2 separate regions of the Drosophila melanogaster genome follow, and region 2 is linked to region 1. Evidence: chromatin contacts called from public Hi-C data. All regions are on one chromosome and are shown on one strand. The core of a region is the stretch at or near the end of the contact, and the rest is flanking DNA. Distances in the headings are between cores, read along the strand shown.

Region 1 (4,272 bases), core at 880-3,379:
AACCTAACCATACCAAAAACCGAACTACATACAAACCATACCGAGCCCCAGCGAAACTGAGGCACTCCTCGGAATCATTGTGCACACCTTTTATACGCTTGGCTTTCTAAGAATAATGTGAATACACGCACCACGTAACCTGAGAGCCCTAAGTATGGTTTCTGCCCTATGCTTAAACTTCAATGTATGCCATGTACCTTCCACCCCCCTTCGATTCTCCCCCCCCCCCTTCTCACCTCTTTTTGGTGTCTCTTTTTCAGTGAGTCTCTACCTCTCGGGGCTCTTTTTATAATTATTTATTTATTGTGCAACTTCCAACACCTTCCAGAGACAAGTCAAAGCTTTGCTGTCCGCTGCGTCCCGCTTTTTCCATCCGGGGAATATACTCGTACTATGTGTGTGTGTATCTTGCAGATACATTCGATGGCCGCCGACGTGAACTAATTTTATTTGACAACCCATACTTGTGCAAAACAAATTGCCACTGATGTGCGAAAGACCAAAACAGTTGCCACAGCTCAGTTGTGTCTTGCTGCGTGTTGCTGCTGCTGCTGCTGCGTTGCTGTTGTGAAATTTCCAAATCATTGCACTGCTCCAGCATGCATTTGACTAGTGCCACCAGTTTCTTGTGCCCGGTTGGCTTTTGTTTTAAACTGTTTCGAGCCCCCGATTCCCGATTCCATGTCAGTTCACGGAATTCGCCCGAATCTTGCGGCTCACATGGAGCGTGCAGCAATAGCAGTGCCACAAGGGGCAACATTAGTAGTAAAATCAACTAAGAAACCAACGAACTTAACTTAAACGTTAGTGGAGATAAAACATTTGTAGTTCTCGTGCAAAATAAAAAAAAAAAACAATCAAACAATCGGAAAATCAATGAATTTAAAGGCTATTTAAGTTACTTTTAAAGCTTTGGTGCTAAAAATAATAAGACAAACCTGTATTTAAAAATTACAAAAATAATTTGCTGTACGTGAACAAATTAAAAAAAAAAACAATTTAAATAAAATTTTTAGGATTGGGCATTGTAAGAATTTAATTGGATGATAATACATTTTATATGCTGCTGACTTTAATAAAAGTTTATATTTTAAATCCTTATTATCCTTATAATCCTTATACTTGTTAGAAATATAATACAATATATTATTATATAAATATAATATAATGTAATTAGTAAACGAAAGAATGCATAGAAAGTTTCTCAGATGAATTCTGAATTGTATTTGGTTTTGAAAACTGAAAACTGTCAGTTATGATTTTTCATACGTTTTCCCATTCAAAAAATATTACTAAATTTTTTTTAAATAAAACTAACTACTCCTTTTCTGGATGAGCACATTTTCTTTAGAAACTCATATATGATACTTTTACTGAAACTTAAGCCTGTTAAAATTCAAATTAAAGTCGATAAAGTCATTAAAAAGTTTTTTTGTTAAATTAGAAAGGAGCGTTTTGTTCCAATCGAACTCGCATCAACAATAAATTAAAATGTGCCAAACAAGGCTTGTAAAATATTATTTATTTTAGCACTCACCTGTGGTAGCAGCCGTGGGCGAAACGGGCGTGATTGCCGCCGGCTGACCGACGCCTCCCGCGGAACTGCCCAGCAGTTGGAGATGCGACGGCAACGGCACGGCGGCCATGGGCATGATGGCGCCGGGGGATTGAGAGCCGGCGGTGGCGGTAGCGGGAATTGCGGGTGCTGCTCCTGGCAGGGAGACTCTAATGGCTGCAGTTGTCCTTGTGGGTCCGGGTGAGGTGCTGGTTGCCATGCCACGCTTCCAAAAATCTTCAAGCGCCAGCAATGCAATTGATGTGTTTGGCTATTTTTTTTTTCTCAGTGAACAACAGGCGGCATTTTGTGGGCTTTCTGTGTTTCACCGACGGTTTTTTTGAAAGGGATTATTTGTGAAATTTTTGTTTTTTTTTTGGCACGCCACTCGAAAACGCGCACCGAAACCGCTCGCTTGTGTTGCTGTTGCAAGTTGCACGTTGCTGCTTCTGTTGCTGCTTCTGTTGCGGCTGATGTTGCTGTTGCGTCGTGTTGTTGCTGCTGCTGCTGCTGCTGCTGCTCAACGCTCGCTGACTCGACGCGCACCGCACTTCGCACTCAAACTCAACGCCCGCCGACTCGCTGAATGAGACTGAACTCGGAGCCACCGGCAGCGCAATATCTTACTTGGCCAAAACCTGGATCGGGTTGCTATAGCTGTTGTGTTGCTGCATTCTGGTTTGCCTGTGCTTGTGGTCGGTTTGCCACTGAGCATTCAGCCGTGTTTTTTTTTTCCGCCTCTGAGTGTGTGTGTGTGTGTGGGGGGGTGCGTTAGTGTGTGTGTGCTCGCTTTGAGCGTCGCCCCATTGAGCAGTTTGCTGAGGAAATGAGAGGCAAAATCGGAGGTGGAAAAAAATATGCCGAGAAAAGCGTAGCAGTTGTAAAAGTTCAATAATTAATTACTCGGGCATTCGATTTCAGTGCATTGTTTATCAAAAACTTTCTGGCCCGAACTGCGCTACCAGTTGCTTTCGGCCTTTTAATTGAGCGGCGTTTTTGTTTGGTAATACATACGTGGTGTTGGCCAGTTGGAAAAGTTGTTATATGGAAATGCCGACACCACGAATCGGCTGTCAATCATCGATCACCAAAGGAAGCACTGAAAGAAACACTCAGCTTGAGTGATTTTAGGGAAAGTAAATAAAACACAATAAGATATGATATTATATGATATGCTGCCTAATCCTTTAATACAATTGGAAAATTGTGTCTATATAAAGATGTAATATTAAGTTCTATAATAATGTGCCATTAATGTTATTACAATTTTTATATATATTTGTTTTCTGACTATTGTATTGATTAATTCATGAGATAAACATTCAAAGGGCTGTAGGCGGTAAACTATTTAATATATCATGTTTGCATTTAAATACGTTTATATGTGATGTGTGCAAACTATACATAACAAAAAACAGTTTTCTCTTTATCCCAAAATCCGATAATTTTAAATCGTTTAAATTTAATATGAAATGTTAAATTTTTTTGCGTGATTCCCATATCCTTGGCTCCCGTACACTGAACCCCTTCTTCTTCTGTTTCTTCCCCAAAATCGAGGATGAGCAAAAAGCGCATTACACGGGACATTGGCGGACATTAGTGACTTGGCCGGACGAGAAACCAATGAATCCACGTTGGACGCGACTCCACTCATTTTGGCCAACCACCGCGGTGGTTACTAGCCAAGTGGGGTGTGCAGTTTGGGTGGCAAGGAGGTGGTAAGCAGCGACGTAACCGATTAACTAGGTGGAGAAAAAGAGAGCGAGATAAGGCTGCGCAGCAAAGGAGACAGAGCGAGAAGGAAAGCGCAATATGCATTGCGATTGCAGTGGAGTGACAGGAGCGGCACGAGGTGAAGATGGGTCGGCTAATTGATTTATTTCGCCCACTGTTCCCCTCTCACTCCCACTTGTTCGCTGGTTGGCTGAGTTACAGAAATCAGGAGCCGTGTAATAATGGCCGCCAACTTTTAAGTCTGTGTATGTACATATGCATGCATGTGTATTTGGGCCCTTTAACGTGAAATGATTTTTGCACAGCCAGAGGTGTTGTTATTGCAACTCCCCACTGCAGCGGCACTTCTCTATCCCCCCTTTCTTTTCCAGTGGGTGTGACAGAGAGGCGGCGAACGGACAACCTCCCACACTGATAATGGAAAATAATCAATTTTAATGGCCTATAATTTCGCAGCGCAAAATAACAATGATTCTACGGAGATAGAGAGGCACAAGTTTTGCCATTCAAAATGCACAGCCATGCACGCAGCGCACATAACTTTTGCCAACGCAGGCGTACTAATTTATTTATGTTGATAGAAGACCAGGCAAAAGTTGCTTCCACTAAAAAATATACATATATATGTATATATGACAAGAAAGAAAAAAAACAGATTAAAAGAGAGGGAGATCGCGTTGAGCTCGACTCACCTTCACCTTACATAATTTGAGACAAACTCAAGTTAGCTGGCCAACTGAGTGAGAGCGAGTGAGAGGCGTGTCTGAAGAGCAGACGCGCAGCTGCGCACTAGCTATAGAGTTGTCTTTCTTGCTCCCTTGGTAACTGGAATACCTAGTTATGCCCAATGGGAGAACACTAAGAAAACTCAAAGAAAGGCAAAGTGCCAGTGATTGTCAGAAGGGGGGGCTGAAAGGGGGCCTAGTGTTGATCGGATGTTAAGCAGCGGAATTAACTCGCGCTGCCCAGCCCCTCCACTTCCC
Region 2 (4,272 bases), core at 501-3,000, 180 kb after region 1:
AACCAATCACAATTTGGCTCTTTAGAAATTCAATTTTTAAAAGCATACATTTTAAATTTCATGGATGAATTCTTTATTCTCAAATGCATTTCTTTCATGTGAATCCTTTCGTATTCCAGATCCCCAGACTCATGAAGTGGGTGTAGAATTTCGTGGCGCCGCCAAGAGCGTCCAGAAATTGAGTACCGATCAGGAGTTTGGGCATTCGGACACTTTTCCCAAAAATACCCGGTGCATTTTCATTTTCCTATGCAAATGACACATTGCTACACACACATTTACATATGCGTTCGTTTGTAAGTACCGAAAAAAGTGCCACATGTGCGTCTCTTTTGACTTTGAGATGCACTCGCATTTATAATAAATGGCAGCGCGTTAACACCCCAAAACATCAAAATACTCATTTTACAAAAATTCCCCAAAAACGTTCAGTTCCCCTCCCCACCCCGCCCGCTCCACATACCATTAATTAGAACGCACTCGACTCGAGGACCCTCAAATGGACCGGCCACGCCCCCTTCCTTGGATCGAATGGAATCGGATTGTTTGTTTGTTTTTTCTCCTATTTCGGTATCTTGTTACGATTAGCTAGTCCCAATTAGCTGCGATTTTCGTGATTTGGCCTTGAGATATTGGAGCATTAAGCACTTTTATGGGAAATGTACAATGCATATATCAAGCTATTTTTAAAAAAACACACACACACTGTAATGATTAAATGTTGTTGATGTTACCAATAACGTACGGATTAGTTTTCTTAAATAAAATTAGATTTTGGCTTTATATACTTGCAGACCTTCTAAAATAATTTAATTTGATTACTTTTTAGATTTTCCAAGTCCTTACACCACCCAAAATTTAAATGCACATTAAAATATCAAACTTTTTGTTTATTGGGAGCCAAGATAGAAAAGCAAATATGTTTATTAAAATATAAAAACATGCTTATATTTGTTTGCTGTATGTTATTTTTTGTAGTTTGATGTGACATAGATTATATTTATTTCAGCTGGGCTTATAAAAAAGGTTTTATGTTTTTGTTATTTTAATATTGAAAATTCTCTTTTAAAATTTCAAAGAATAATTGGAAGCGGATCAAATAAAACACTAAACTACTCAATATTAAAGAGATTGTATACCCACTCGTCTTGAAAAACATATCTTTATATGCCTGCAAATTTTCTTAAACATTATATTTAATTAATTAAATTAATGTTTGATTTTTTGAGATTGTAGAAAAATGTTCCAATTCTTCCCACGAATGTATGCCCAGACGTATTTTGACCAGTTATTATGATAGCAAATCTTCAGCAACTCTTTTCTAGTTTTTCCAATTATTTCTGTATTGTACTTTTTTATCAAAATCGGAAAATTCTTAGCCAACTTTGGCTACAATATCCAATTGGGAAGCCTTTCGATCGTGGTCCGCCATGAAATCGCTTCCAACGTCGACAGAGAGGGGTCGGCAGAAAGAGAGCGTCGACTTACTTTCCAGTGCTTGGAGGTGGGCGTTCTCAACGAACAAAGCAACAACAGCCCCAGAGAGTCTACCCTTCTCACTCGTTACCAGACCACTCACAGACGTGCAAGCGAGAAGGCTGCTGCTCGTGGCTGCCAGTCTGATTGGAACGCTGGCCAATGGGAGAGCTCCTAACTGGCTGGCTCTCTCGCGGCCCTGCAGCCATCCCGTTTACATCGCTGCTGCCATCTCTGTCACACGCAACCGCGCTGCTCGCTGAGCGGCCGAAAAACAGTTTGTTCCGAAACGCGAATAGGTGCGCATCTTCGCATCTTGGCATCTCCGCCGCGTCGCCCAGTAAACTCGAAAAAAGGCCGAAACGAAAGTACCGACGAACGAGTTACAGTCACCGGATAAGTCACAGTCGGTTATTGAGTCGCAGTCACTGCCGTCGTCACCGTGGAGATACCGCTGACAGGTTGGAACGGAACCCGTTTTTACTGGAGCATTGCCAGCGGATCGGATCGGCAGATGCAACCGACGTAGATAATGAAGTGCGTGCAATAGTTATGATAAAAGTAAATACGAAAAAAAGGGACCCGAAAAGACAGGCAAACCTCTCTAGAAATGTCTCGTTAAATATCAAAAGAAACTCGCCATAAATTCGAAACTATGTTTATTATTATGGATCACATATCAAAAAGTTTCCTAAGCTGACTTTAAAAAATTTCGATACAGTGTGGAAAAAACTGAAATACCAATCAGTGGGTAAACTCGCAAACCAAACTGACACATTCTTTTGACCGAAGACTGAAGAGCCGCGTACATTTGTAAATCTGTTTGCGGCAAACACTTGAATCCAATTTGCTTTGCCCGGCTGTCGTCTGTGTGTGTCTTTTTTTAACCATTTTGGTAACCGGCCGCCAAAGAGTCAAACAGAGTCAATAAAAATCAAGTTAAAACGGATGAAAACGGACGAGCGAAATAAAACAGCAAAGTCACACAAAACAAACAAAACATTTTCCGGCTCCGGCGACATTAACAGAACTGCTCGACATCGACAATTTGTTTTATCAATTTTCAACAAGGCCAGCCAGCAGCAGCAACAACAACAATAGCACAACACCCAACAAGCCAGCAAACAACAAAAGCGCCCAGAGTGCTTAGCCGTCGAGCACGCACGCCAAATCCGCCCAGCCACCCAACCCAACCACCCACTGGCCACCCACTTGAACCTCCCTTAAGCACCCAACACCATCCCCACATCCTTGGCCACCCCTTTTTCGAGGGCTCCGCCAGCATCCGCATCCGCAATCGCAAAAAAAAATAAGAAAACAACAAGCAAACAACGAGGGACGCCCCACAGTGAAGCCCCGGCACAGTGAACTCGCGTGTCGCCGCTCTTTAGGCCAACTCAGCCAGCGAGACAATGGCTGCATATGCGCAGTTTGGATACGCTGGCTACCCGACGGCAAATCAGGTGGGTTTATGCCGGTGGTTTGTTTAGAGATTAACAGTTAACCGTTTTTTTTAAGTCTGTATTGATTAGTAAGCAAACTTAACTTAAGTTTTAAACGGTTATTTAGCACAGACAACAATTTTAAGGAATCTTTTAGTATGGATCCAATATTGTATCTTATATATACATTTATATTTGCTTTGAAAATGTTGCTCCCTTTAGATTTTGTCAATAATATATTCAATTTTAAAAGTAACAAATTCCAAATCAATTAAAAACCTTATCCAAATTTTTTTTTGTAATCTCATAATTTGTGTTCAAACTGAAGGCCATAAATACCATATTATAAAGAGCACTTTGCTTACAATAATTATTGTGAATAGAATCTGAAGATTTATAAATACATTGATTTAAATTGAGTAGAATGCGAAAAACCAGTTGAAAGAGCAAATTTCTGAATTATTGCTACTGGGTGCCTTAAATTTAAATTTAAAACAGATGGCTTAGTCATAACAATTTATATTGGCCATGAAATTAAATTTATTAATTTCGTTATATGTATTTATTATATTTTGATTTACAGCTGTGCCATTTCAATATGCAGCCATAACTTAATCATTTCAAGAGACACTTGAATATACTATTTATTTAGTGCGGACTAAAATAATATTTGGCACACACACAAAAGATGTTTCATAAAACCAGAAACTGAGTCAGTTGAATATTTTGGCATGTGCGAAAAGGGAAATCTTTAATAATGGACGGTGCGAAATAACTTTAAATTTACATATTAAGCCGGCGGGTTTGGGGAGCAGCCACTGCACATGAATATTCAAGCACTTTGGCACCGGTTGGGGCTCCTGGATCCCTATATATATACATACATATATATATAGATATATATATATATATGCGGATATAGCCATAATGGCCGCCCCGCCGCCAAGAAATGTTTCACAATTTAGGACAGCCGTCACCGCCTTGGATGCAAATCGCTGGTAACCGAAGGGGGGGGTCTGGTGGGGCATTCCGGTGGCAGTGCATCGTCCGAGGTCTGGTCATAATTACCCGGTATTCGGAGCTCAGTAATTCAAATTAGTTGGCCCAAACGGGGGGAAGTGAAACACTTGCAGCTACAAAGCCCTTGCAATGCCTGTGTAAGCCATGTTCAACGACTACTATGTGGTCAAATGCGTCAATGCTAGTGCGTTTATCCTGCTGCCAATTTATGTACATTTATATATATACATATGTATATATGTGTGTATGTATACAATATTCCTGACCACGGTGGCTGGCATAAATTTATGCTAATGAAGCCGCCGGCGGAGTGGTGCACCATTTATTATAATAT

Evidence for each region. Hi-C and Micro-C count contacts between places; a contact is called where the count stands out from the background.
Region 2: a contact with region 1 is called in a Hi-C map of the Kc167 cell line, with 1.8 times the contacts expected there. A contact is called at or near these places in 22 of 107 Hi-C or Micro-C datasets (the Kc167 cell line, the S2 cell line, brain and 6 more).

Annotation. Positions count from the first base shown.
Region 1 is chr3L:12,430,539-12,434,810 of dm6, forward strand. It overlaps toe (twin of eyg), which reads right to left and starts at 2,130. Exons shown (of 6, transcript NM_079317.3): 1 at 1,538-2,130. The coding sequence starts at 1,775.
Region 2 is chr3L:12,607,881-12,612,152 of dm6, forward strand. It overlaps caup (caupolican), which reads left to right and starts at 1,751. Exons shown (of 5, transcript NM_079322.3): 1 at 1,751-2,939. The coding sequence starts at 2,889.